Regions from separate parts of the Mus musculus genome. Here region 2 is linked to region 1. Evidence: chromatin contacts called from public Hi-C data. All regions are on one chromosome and are shown on one strand. Each heading gives the region's core, a stretch centred on a gene start, on an enhancer-like site or on the middle of the called end of the contact. The rest is flanking DNA. Distances are from core to core; before and after follow the strand shown. Region 1 overlaps Aff3 (AF4/FMR2 family, member 3). Region 2 overlaps Aff3 (AF4/FMR2 family, member 3).

Region 1 (6,074 bases), core at 1,362-3,861:
TGGGTAAGTAACACATTTAATTTTCTGACTGGATCCTGGCAGCTACAACAGTAGCCTGCCATGTTAAAGGGAAACCCGGTGCCATCTATGGACCATTTACAAACACGCTCGTTAGAATCCGCTTTGCATATAATGGAGGGCTCACTATACTAAGCACGGAAAATTGCCTGAAGATTGGCCCATTTTCTCCTCTCAGGTGATTTCTGCTGCTATGCTCTTAAACCAGGCCATTATAAAGCCATTGGGACCAATGGGACGTCACTCAGACTGTCCGGCGTGGCTGTGGACTCACGTTACTCTGAAGATGTTTCTTTTCGCAGCTGTATACAAGTCAGTAGGAAAAATGAAATTGTCCTTACACCTGTCAGAGGTTCAGAATCTAATATACCAAAGGTTCTGAAATAAAACTAATGGTCTCAGTGCAGAATACATTTTTCACCCGACCTGTCTTTAAGTGGGAAAATCTAGAGTCTTTACACTTCTATAATAATACCCTGTGTGTTATTTTTCATAGTGTTTTATGACGGTCATGAACAGGCCAATAAACGTGCAATTAAACACTGCAAATGGAAGAGCATCCAGCGCTCCACAGAAATCGGGACTGGCTAATGGCAGAGCCAGAGCTCAGTCGTGTGCACCTTTGTGCTAATAGGTCAGTGTAACAAAAGCGACTGGTGTGCTTGATCCAAACAGGACGTTTCCTTTTCTTTTCTTCCATCAGCATGATCTGCAGACACATAGTCTTGGCCCTGAGCGGCAGCGGCGTGCAAAGGACCTGACACATCGGAGCACAGGAGCTTTAGAGAGGACTTGGGTTTTTTGTTCTCCTTCCTGGCTGAGGGAGCAGAGAGATGAATGGCCTCCCACAGAGAGGCTGGCACACTGCTTTCTGTAATTCCTACCTCTTTGAAAGGCCGTCCTTCCATAGAGCAAGCCTGTTTTGTGCAAAATGGCAGGGATGAGAGCTCACTGTGTTTGAACAAAACAGGTTCCTGGGCGTGGAGCAATCGGGATGATTTGCTTAGAGAAACTGAAATCTACACCAGACAGAGGAGCAACGATGGCATCAAATAGATTTCTCTTTCTTGCGATACCCCCTGTATCATTTGGCATGCCCTAACTGTGTCCTTGGCTTTCAGGTGCTTGTTCCAAAAGAAGGCCGATGGTGCAAGAGGTTGAATGTTTCCTTTTCACACACAAGCTGTTTGTAGTGCTAGCTTTACAGAGCTGGGTGACAAACTCAGCTTCCTGCACGCCAGGCAAGTGTTCTCCCGCCTGCTCCCTTCCAGTCATCACTGTTGGTGGGGGATGTTAGGAGACTGGGGCTCCCAGGTGTTGCTGTCTGCACACACCCTGTTGAAGCAGCTAGACAGTGTTTAAGCAGTAAAGATCCCTACGCAGCTTTGTTCTTTGATGGATACTGACTGGAATCCTAAGGAGCTTGGAACTTGGTGTCTCCAGAGGGGAAGCACCCTACGCCGCATGCGTTTCTGACACCACTCAGAGTACCTTTCTCAGGCTGTGCTGGCTAAGGCAGGCAAGGTTTGAATCATTTAAGCAACTTTTATTGAGATGGAAAACCATCCATCTCACTGCTGTTCTTCTCTGCGTTGGATGTTTCAGCAATCGATTTTAGCAGGGCCTGAAGGTTTCAGTAAGAGAAGGATGTATCCTTTTCCTTCCATCCGACCTTTCTGTTTTTCCATCCATCAGAATAAAGTAGGGACCCAACCTGAATATGCAATGGAAACAGTTCCCTAAGAACAAAAAGGTGGGGTCCAGCTTTGCTGCAGCAAGGTCTCCCTCAGGACAGCAGTGCTGTGGAAAGGTCCCCAGAGTGCCCTGCCTATGACAATAGGGCCTATGCAGACATTCTACTTGTTTCCTTTGATTAAGTCATGCTGTGGGAGATTCACCCTCTCATATGCAGGAATCTTCCCTTCCTCTATAAAATTAAAATCCTTTTAGCTAGGAGAGTGCGCCATGTAATTACCTTACACATGGTAAGCCCCAGTCCCTTCCTGCCATTCACACTTACCATGCTCACGGCCTTCAGTACTGCGTGTTCCAGGGAGCCCTCATTCAGCTCAGGAGGGATAGCTAGCTCTGCTTCTGCTCCTGGCATCATGGGGACAGATGGGACATTTGGTAGATGGGCTGGGTGCTCTGGTCGTGACCGCCTCTTCCATGGAAATACGGGCAGAGGACAGTACATCCTTCAGAGAGCAGCAGGCAGTGCTGGCCTCCAGCCCCACTGGCTTCTAACACAGCAATACGGCTGGCAGGAGCCGGGCTTCATTCCTAGCCAAGCCTTTCACCATGTAGCTCCATGAATTCAGTATTTCTGGACTGAGGCTTCCCATGCCATATCTCTCTCAATTCTCCCCGGCCAAAGCTCCCTGTCACTAATTACAACACCAAATAATACACAGCTCGCTGCTTTGCACTAATAAGACCAGCATCTAAGCTGCGGGTTGAACCAAGCACCGCCGCTCCTTGATATAAATTCTCGGATCCTGTCTTTTCAAAGAAAAGTCTGTTTTCCACCTTCCTCCTGAGGCTGTGGAGTAGTAATTGTCCCTGCTTTTCATGCTTTTGTGGAATGTCAGGGGAGGAGGGGCTGTCAGACTGCTGCTAGTCTGCGCCTGCAGCTTACCAAGAGCAAGCCGACCTTGATTCAGGTTCTAAAATAAGAGCTAACCCCTTCAGTTCATTTGCATCCTCAGAGCACTAACTGCTGCTTAATTGGTAAGAAACATAGGAAGTGAGGTGTGGAAGGCATGAATCTAAGCGCTCTTTCATGCAAGTTTATGGGAAAAGAAAGAAAGATGGAAAGATCCAGGCCCTCCCCTGGGAAAGGTATTTATAAGTCAGCTATATTTATTCAGCACCCATTCTTGACAGCCTGGTGGCTTCAGTTGTCTGAATTGTATGTTTATTCAACCATTAACAGTATTTATAATACAAAAGGATGAATTTCCTTTTTTAAAAAAAGCTATGTGCAGGGGAGTCGTCCCCCTCTGTGGAGAAGGGGAGAAGGGTGGAGGAGGTCTGGTGAGAGCCAGGACCCAGAGGAGAGGGAGAGGGGAAGATGTGACTGGGTTGCAAAGTAAATAACTAAATCAAGGAATGAAACAAACTAACTAAGCCAGAGTGTGGCACCTGTTACTTTTTGGATCTTTCTAGTTGTTTCCTATCAGCTTCTCAGTGGCTCTGCCCTAATGATCTGGCACCCTCCCTTTCTTCTCCTGGCAGCTTTTCTGTTCATCTCAGGCCCCATTGATGCCCCAGTGAAGATAAGCCAAAGAAAGTGGAAGGGGCTGAGGACCTTCTTGACCAGGAAGCTGCCAGGGCAGAAAATGTCAGGTAAAAGAGGAAGAAAAGGAAGTGAGAGAGGAGGAAAAGGAAGTGAGAGGAGGGAAGGAAAAGAGGAGGAAAAAATCCAATGGGAAAGGGGAGGGCAGGAAGGGTTTATTTGCATCACTCGCCTAGGGATGGTACTGCCCATAGTGGGCTGGGCTCCTACACCAACGGACACTCAAGAGAACGCCCCATAAACATAGCCTCAGGCCATTTCTTATGGAGACAGTTGCTTAACTGAGGTTTCCTCTTCCCAGATGTGTCAAGTTAGAACTAATTATGACAGAAGGGAAGGAAGAACGGGGGATGTGGGAGTACACATGAAGGGGGAAGAAGAGGAAAAGCTGATGGGAACTAAGATAAGGAACTAAGAGGGAAGAGAAGGGGCGGGAAGAGGAGCAGGTGTGACCATAGTCACAGTAGTGGTGGTTGTATTGGTCCACCATGGGCTTCTCTCCTCTGACTCTGGAGAATAACAGAATGAACTCATCAGTATATCCTGGCTGTTGCCTGTACCTGGCACATAGTAGGTGCTTTGTATATAGCAGCTGGGTGTGTAAGACATTTTGCATGTTAGGTGACTTTGGTCTCTCGAGGGACAGCTATTTTCATGGCTTAAAGGGAGAGACAATGTTGGTTCTTGGCCTTTCGAGTTTTTAGACTCTTCCCACAGCTTTCTTAGGCCAGTGGCTGTTTCTGTTGTGTGTTTATTTTTCTAACAGAGATTGCAAATCATTTGGGGGTAAGTGGACACTCCTCTCCATGCAGGGGGGTGTGGAAGAGTGCTTTTCCATTTCATTCTACCATATCCCTAAGAGAACAAACAGTCCCAGCACAGGCAACAGCCAGAGCTACACGGCCTGCCAACAGGCTCAGCCTCTTCACTGGTACAGACAAGGAATATAACGAGAAACATTTCCACTCATAAAAAGTTCTAGAAACTTCACATATTGGGCTGCTCTTTCTGACTCAGCCCTCTATTTTGACCACTGGGGAAGTCATTAAACTTATTTTCTCATACATACTTGTTTTTTCTTCTTATCTTTACTATGCTCCCCATATCATCTACTAGAAATATTTGGTGTTTTGGGCACCCCAGTGCCTAACACTTCTGTTACCAGCTATGAGTCGAAACCACAAATGCTACGATCACCTTAATTATCACTCTAATTGTGTCTGTTTTCAAAAATGACTAAAATTCACAGGGACAATTTCCACACAAAGTCCGAGAGAGACCACCTGACTGCCGTCCCAAGGGCCAATGAGCTCAGCAAAGGGAAAGCGACTAAAGTGGGTGCTGGAGCAGCTGAGGGGACGGGAGGGGAAGGCTGCATGCAGGGAGCTGGCACGCAGTTCCAGTAACCAGATGAGGAAGGGAGACCTCCCTCGCTCCCCAGATTCAGTTACCTTAGCACGTGATTTTTAAATGACACATCTGGCTTCCAACCCTAGAACTCTGTGCCCTGGTTAATGTATAAAAGTCTAATTAATACGTAAAAGATTACTACTCGACTTAGGTCTGACAGAGAAGCAGGCAACACATTCTATACTTGGGTGAGGATGAGGGAGGGCTGTCAAACAGTGAGCAGGGCTGTGATCCCAGCAGGGTGCCTGGGGTTCCCCAGATGTTGCTGCTTGTGTGGCACCCCAAACGAGGGAGGCAGTCATCACTGGTATTATTGATCTTTCTGAGAACGGGCTGGGATATCTTGAGAGCACGTTATAGTCTGACTTTCAGAGGGCTTTTGGCTTATAGTCTGTCACTGCAGTTGAACTGTAAGCCACCGGAGGGCAGGAATCTCCTGCCTGCTGTTTCTGGAGACTTCATTTATCCTGCCACATGTGGACATGCATTGTACTGCATGCTTTTGGGTCAGCTAACAACTGAAGGCAGGATTCAAGCTGAACTCATGAAACTCCACCTTCTGCCTCCTTGACACCTGCTTTCTCCCTGGAACACTAAATTATCTTCAGTCTCCAGAGCATGGCTGGCCAGTCTTCTTACTCACCTTCCACTCCTTTCTCCTTGCGAGCTGGTGCTGGCTATGGGAGATGCATTCAGGTTTTAGCAGTAGAAGTGGACAGATGATGTGGGGTTGGTTGTTCTGTATCAGGCCTGTTTACGCTGTTACAAAGAACCCACATCTTGCCAGAAAACAGCATTCAGGGGTAAATCAACATTATTCTTTGGCCATCCTAAGAAGCACTTTTGGTTCTGTAAATCTGATATCCCTTAATCCATATCCTTAGAAATAAGACTCACCGGGGGCTGGACAGAGAGCTGAGCAGTTAAGAGTATACCCTGCTCTTGCAAAGGGCTTGCGTTTGGTCTCAGAACCCACATTGGGCGAGCGATCCACGAATACCCACACTCATGGACACATACCCAGACAGATACATACATAATTAAAGAAGAAATAGGCCCATCAGTTCAGTTTGCCTCAGTTTCTTGAGGCCTTGGGTGCTAAACCCATTATCCCTGGTGATCCTGTTTACCCAGGGGTGGCCACAAAGTTAGGGCTTCCTTTGAGAAGGACATTTAAGTGACCGTATCGTGCAAGGGCAAATAGCCACATCAAAAATGGGAGGCAGCGATCTTTTTCTACGTCCTTCCCCCTCACCATATTAAAACTTACATGTCATCGAAGATCAGTTTCTGTCTCTTGCAGTCCCTGTGGCCATTGGAACCTGGAGACCATGGCTCCGTCTGGGGC
Region 2 (6,074 bases), core at 1,454-3,953, 310 kb after region 1:
GACAACTGCTCCCATGTCCTCTCTCCCGAGTTTCCTCCCCTCTCTTCCTCTTTCCTCTGAGGATTTTCCATTTCTACAAGATGAGAAGAAACACTCCATGACCAGGAGACATCAGTTGTGTGGCTCTGGGTTCATGTGTCCCATTGTTCTGGATAACCAACACCTTCTTGGGGTCATTATCTGTCCCACGCCTTTGCCTTTATCTTTTTTAGAATACTGGAGTCATTCCCACCCTGCCCAAGTTAGTAGAGAACAGTATCTTACGTTTTAAACACTATTACATGGTGGTTTCTAATTCTTTTTCTGGTTTGCTATTTGCCTTTAATTTGAGAACAAAGTTTTTAAAGACATGAATAACAATGTGTATCTGTATTATTTCCCAAGTTAACTTGCAGGTGTCATTAGACGTTACTACAGTGACAGTAACAATCATGTGTATTCTCTATTGTGAATCTGTGCACTGACTTTATCAGACCCTTTGGATTGAAGGCTTCAGAATCATTGAGAAGACAAACTATGCCAGTACTTTTCACTGCTCATTTGTCTGTTTGCTGGGTTTTCTTTCCCAGTTCAGAGGCCAGGATATGGATGTATGCCTCAAAGCTGTGAGCTCCACCTACCACTCTACATCAAATCAATGAAGTCACACGTGCGTTAGCAAAGGTGGAACAAGATCCAGCAAGCACCTTCCAGAACTCAGTTTGAGGTTCTAAGGCAACCAAACCAGAAGGAGAAAAACTACAATTCAACTTTAACTTCTGAATTTCATTCTGATGTGCTAACTACTGAAAATGTTCTCTAGGCCACAGTTTCCAGCCTCCCTCCCATTTTAGACTTAGTACTGAATTTATCTGATATATATAAAGGGGGTGGAGTGAGGAAAGGAGAGAGGGGAGAAAGGGTTGGGAGGAAGAGGCCTTTAAACAGACAACACAACGTAAAGAAAACAAACACCCAAAAGAAGAACCCACACTGAAAATAATACTCAAAAGCAAGATGGGCCAAAGGAAATCTTTTGAGTTAAACAGAGGAGACCGTCATTTCCTGAAGTACAGGGCATAATCTTTGTATAATGTGTGATACTCATACACAAGCATGCAAGGGAAACCCACAAACAGCTTAACATACAGGAGAGTCTCACCTTCGAAGGATTATCTTTATGTGAGTGGCTGATCAAACTTCAGTCCTAAGAAGTTAGCAATGTAGCCAGTGGACTCTAAGTTCCGCTCAATCTCAAGTGTGAGTGCGTGGCCATTTGGTTCTCTGTGAAGGGGTCAGCTTCATCCAACCCTAAACCATCACCACCCCAATGGCAGAGACAAGGCAGGCTGCAGCCTACTGTATACATCTGTCTTGTCTGTCTCATTCGCCGCTGGATGGTTTGTGGCTTTTCAATTATTTATATGAAAGATGATTCCCATATATATATATCTTGATCATCTCTGCTTCTCCCTTCCAGTACGATGATATGATTCACTTGCCGATCACAGGGGAATTATTAATGTCTGTTATTATGATCACTATTATTATTATAAATATGTCCTGGAACAGCATCAAATACTCAACAACACCCCTGCTAACCAAGCAGAGACTTGACCTTCAAAGGCCTGGAGTTATTCATCACCTCACGAGACAGCTTCAGAGCCCCAGGCCCTGCCCCCTGCTCCCTTCTGACTTCAAAGTGCCAGAGGCATAGTGTGTGAGCATTCAGGAAGCTCAGGTGGGAAAACGTTTCTTTTCCTTGAATTCTTTGCACACACCAGCTTTTTAGGAGAATAACCAACTTGGATAAATAAGTGGTCTGGATTTAAAGTAAGAAAGGGAAGAACGCTCCCAGGGACTTGGATTTCAGAGGGCTGTGCTGTTCCAGGGCACTAACTAACTTGCCTCTTCAGAGTGTTGGGAGAGCATCTAAATTAATCTGAATGACATTAGCTCTTACTTCACTCAGTTTGAAATAAACCCACTTCTACAGGCCGAGCAGATACTGCTTTCAAGTGGGAGAAAGAGGGCTGCTTCTTCTTTCTGCAAAATGAAACGCTGTATGGAATGTTTCCCTCCCAAGGAGCCGCTTTGTTTTGCATCTTTGCCTTGGTCTCTTGCTCTTTAGTTTTATGTACCAGCATCAGCAGCATCTCTTAATTTCAGAACAGCAAGCTGCGGGAAGCAGCCAGGGTAGGAACAGAGATGGCAGAGAGCGAGCGAATGCACCGTGTCTCCAGAGTTGAAATATGAGAAACAATCACTTTCAACAGAACAGTCTATTGATTTCTCCATTAAAAAAAAAAAAAAAGAAAAAAAAGGAATCGCCAAGGCTTTTGAATTCAATCTGGAGTAGAAAATGTTAATACAAAAGGAGACCATCATCGCTCAGATTCCATTTCTAGTTTCATGTAAGATCTTTATTTTATATGCTATGAAATATCTATAGGAAATATAGATAGTCTCCTCTCATGGAAGCCTGGGCTAGCCATTAAGGTTGCATTTGAACCAGCCTGCAGGATTATTTGAATATATTTCGCTTTGTTTGGGCAAATTACATGACCATAAATATGCTATGCTTCTATGGCTGTAAAAACAACTGAACAGAAAGAGGCATATTAATCAATCCACAAACCTAAAAACAAAACGTACATTAATACCATCTGTGTTCCGTCTACTCCATCCCACTCTGCCCACCCCAGCAAGCCCCCGTCCATCAGAAGGATCTAGTTAACCCACAGAGCTGCTGGCTGCCTGAGTGTCTTGCCAGAACACTTAACAGCTCCCTCATTTGTTGGGTGATTTTATAGGTCTCTGGTGATGCGCAGAGGTAGGACAGCTTGCAGGGTGTGAGGAGAATAGATAAAACTACCCTGCTGTGTAGATCTAGTCCATTTGCACTGGCTCTCCGACAGAAAAACAAATTGCAACCTCTCACAAAAAGGCCCCTTTCTGCACTAGCAAGCTAGAAAAATGCAGGCAGAATCGAGTAAATCAAGCAACTTCCCATCAGGAGAAGGGGAAATGGCTACCACTCTAACAGCTGCTCTCGTAATTAAGAACAGATTTCATCACTAAACTCTTGCTGGTTATGTCCACAGCAAAACAAATGCACAGATGTGGGGTATTTACATACTAGAAAATTTATCCCAGGCAGCCCAAGCACATTTACCTTTTGTGCTGGAGAATGCAACCTTAAAAATATCACCCAATCGACAGCAGCGTGCAAGGCAAAGTCCAAACCTGAATTCAACGCATTTCTGTCATCATCTTGCAACTACATTTGTCTTGGCATCCTACCAAATGCACTCTCCCCTTCCATATTTAGAGTCGCGGTGGACAGCCACAAACGCGACCTCTCTCAAATAATGAAAATGTGCTACGTGTTTCTCTCACTCATAAAATTTGCTAAATTTATTGCTGCCTCATTTATCCATGTGTTAAATGGCTGCATGGCACACGCAATAAAAGGACTGACACCTGACCTCTGCAGAGGTAAATTGGTGTGAAGTTAAATCAAAGAAATAAAATTAATGAAACGGTAAAAACTGATGGATAAGGGTGGGTTGATGGAAAGCCCTGCCGCCGTGAGAAAGAAAAACCTCTGATTTCATACAACGAGGATGACGCTCACAACAACTAAGCCAAACAACTATTCATACAAAGTAGAACAAAAATGGGCAAAAATAACTTTGCTTTTAGAAGTCACTTGGCCAGGAGTGTTCCCCAGCAGGAAGGTCTCCGGAGGGCGGCTCCAAGCAGTCATACACAGCGCTTAATCTGGGTGATGGATTCACAGGTACCTTCACTATAGAAATATTCTTCATGTTCTTCCGCTAGGATCACTTGTCTTTTTTTTTTAAATATGCAAACTGTTCTCTAATGAAATTGGAAAAATGAAAAGAAGCTAAGGGGTGCGCTAGGTTTCCTGATTTGATTGCCAGCCCTCAGCTCTCAGACGTATCCTTCAGCCTCTGCTTCACAGAGCTTCTTCCTGCCCTGCTCGAGAAGCCTCAGGGCACTGGGCAGCAGCGGGCACTGGGCCACAGTCTATTCTTTCTAAAGGACTGTACTGGTTGGTGGAAGGTTGGAGTTTAGACTACTAGCATTATATCTTACTTAGACTATGTCCTATCTAACACTTGAAATCGATTTTCCTCTCCAAAGTGGTCAATGATATATAGATAGATAGATAGATAGATAGAGTACTGAATGACCACTACTATGGTTTACAACAAGAAAATAGATTAAAACATGTATATTCCAATATAATGTAGTTCTAAATGCATTCTAAACAATGACCTGTGATGCTGTTTTACATACAAAACAGACATCCAGAGATGTAAGTAAGGTAACCCTGACATGAAAATGCACGATCAAGCCTGCTCAAGATGGCCTACGATCTCCTAAGACCTCCAATACCTAAGCATGTATGACATGCCTCATCATGTGTTATGAGAGGCTTTGGAGAGGGAAGGCCCACGGTTGTGATCTTTATGCTTAAACACCACAGAGTTTTAGAATTAAAATTAACCTCAGACTGGAAACACTCCCACCACCAACCATATGCAAGTGTAGTGTGTTGAGGGTGGCTGGTATTTAAGTGGTAGATTTCTCGGTGAGAACTGCATTGTCCCAAGTGGAAACTGAGCTGCTGAGCAGCCACTGGGATACTGGAGCACTTGCAGAAGAACGGGTAGTAAGGAAGATGCTCTGCCAGGGGCGGGAGGATGGTGTGAAAGAAGACACCATGTCCACAGAGGCTTTCAATCGAGTTAGGTCACTGGTGCACAAAAAGGGTGACCATTGCCAATACAATCACACGGGCTTTGCTCCAAGTAGCTTCACAGCCGTGTGTCTCAATCGGTGACCCTCAATACAACCGCCAGGGGTCAAAGGCATAAAGAGGTCCAGCGACCTCCTCCTTTATGTTTGTTCATCTATTTTAATGTTGCTGGAGAGGCTGAGTTCCCTTCTGATAGCCTGATCCTGTGTAGTCATTAATGTTTAAACCATTAACCCTCAAAGGAAGGAGGATGGAGAGCCTTACTTGGCTTGTAATGCATCTCTCGGGCACCTGATGAAAGTGCAAGTCCTAGAGACCTTACTTAGCAAGAGAGCACACCCCAGAAAGGAGAGGCAGTAGAAGAGCTCCCTGCCAGATCGCTCTTTCACCTACAAGGATTCCAGAAACACAGGGCTATACTCAGGGCTGCTATTTTGAGCTAATGCTGCCGAGATCCATCCACAGACCTTCCCATTGGGATTAGTCTGCAATCTAGCTGGGGCCTCAGGGTTGTGTGGGCTCCTTGAACGTTTAATTTTAACTTTCCAGTTTAGCTGGAGTCAGAATGTTAACACTTTCATTTATGTGTGACTGGGCATTTATCTTAAAAAACCCTTAATAGCCAAAATGTCAGGAAATGAAAACTGTCTCCTTAATGAAATTATAGGATTTCAAATTTGAATACTCAGAGGGCTACAACTGGCCGCTATCATCTGCTACCCCAACAGGAGGGATTTTCTCCATGATCTCACTCTTGAATACATGTATGTTTCAAAAAACAGATTCTCTGGTGTTTAAGAACTTAATGTCCAGCCAGAACTCTGACAGGATGCACAACCGAAAATGTACAATTTTCTCAATCTCCAATTGGATCATGTTCTCTTGTAAAACATTGTAGACCTTTTATGCAAAGAACGGATGTGTGATTTTGCTACAGTGTTGCTATTTCGTTCAATGCCCTGTTAGGAACGACAGAAAATGTACACTTTTTTTTTCTTCAATCTCCGGTCAGATAGTGTTCCCTTGTAAAACATTGTGGACCTTTTCTGCAAAGAACATGTGATTTCGCCACAGTGTTGCTATCTCATTCACTCCCCAGTTAGGGAGCACCTGCACGCTCAGAGCTGGATTCCATACAAAAGATGAAAGCAAGGAAGAAAGAAGGTGCCTTGCCCCTTCCCCCCACCCTCCCCCCTCACTCCCTCCACCCCTCAGTACCCACCCTTGGGAAATGCATGCCGTGTGAACCAATCCAAGTGTGGACAGTGGATGAATGGATGGAAGGATGGATAGGTGGACAGATGGA

The links. A called contact is a pair of places that touch in the nucleus more often than the background predicts.
Region 2: a Hi-C map of cortical neurons shows a contact between it and region 1, with 3 times the contacts expected there. The contact joins two enhancer-like sites. A contact is called at or near these places in 3 of 484 Hi-C or Micro-C datasets (cortical neurons, nephron progenitors and uterus).

What each region holds. Positions count from the first base shown.
Region 1 is chr1:38,197,815-38,203,888 of GRCm38.p6, forward strand. Aff3 (AF4/FMR2 family, member 3) reads right to left here. Exons shown (of 22, transcript NM_001290814.1): 15 at 5,997-6,074. Among named protein-coding and RNA genes, the nearest start is that of Gm16150, 18 kb to the right of the region's middle. Within about 2 kb of position 2,612, at least 40 of the 459 cell types and tissues checked have an H3K27ac peak or open chromatin away from gene starts, as enhancers often do. A contact at or near this core is called in cortical neurons, where this site is marked.
Region 2 is chr1:38,509,623-38,515,696 of GRCm38.p6, forward strand. All of the region lies in intron 4 of Aff3 (AF4/FMR2 family, member 3), which reads right to left. Among named protein-coding and RNA genes, the nearest start is that of Aff3, 110 kb to the right of the region's middle. Within about 2 kb of position 2,704, at least 40 of the 459 cell types and tissues checked have an H3K27ac peak or open chromatin away from gene starts, as enhancers often do. A contact at or near this core is called in cortical neurons, where this site is marked.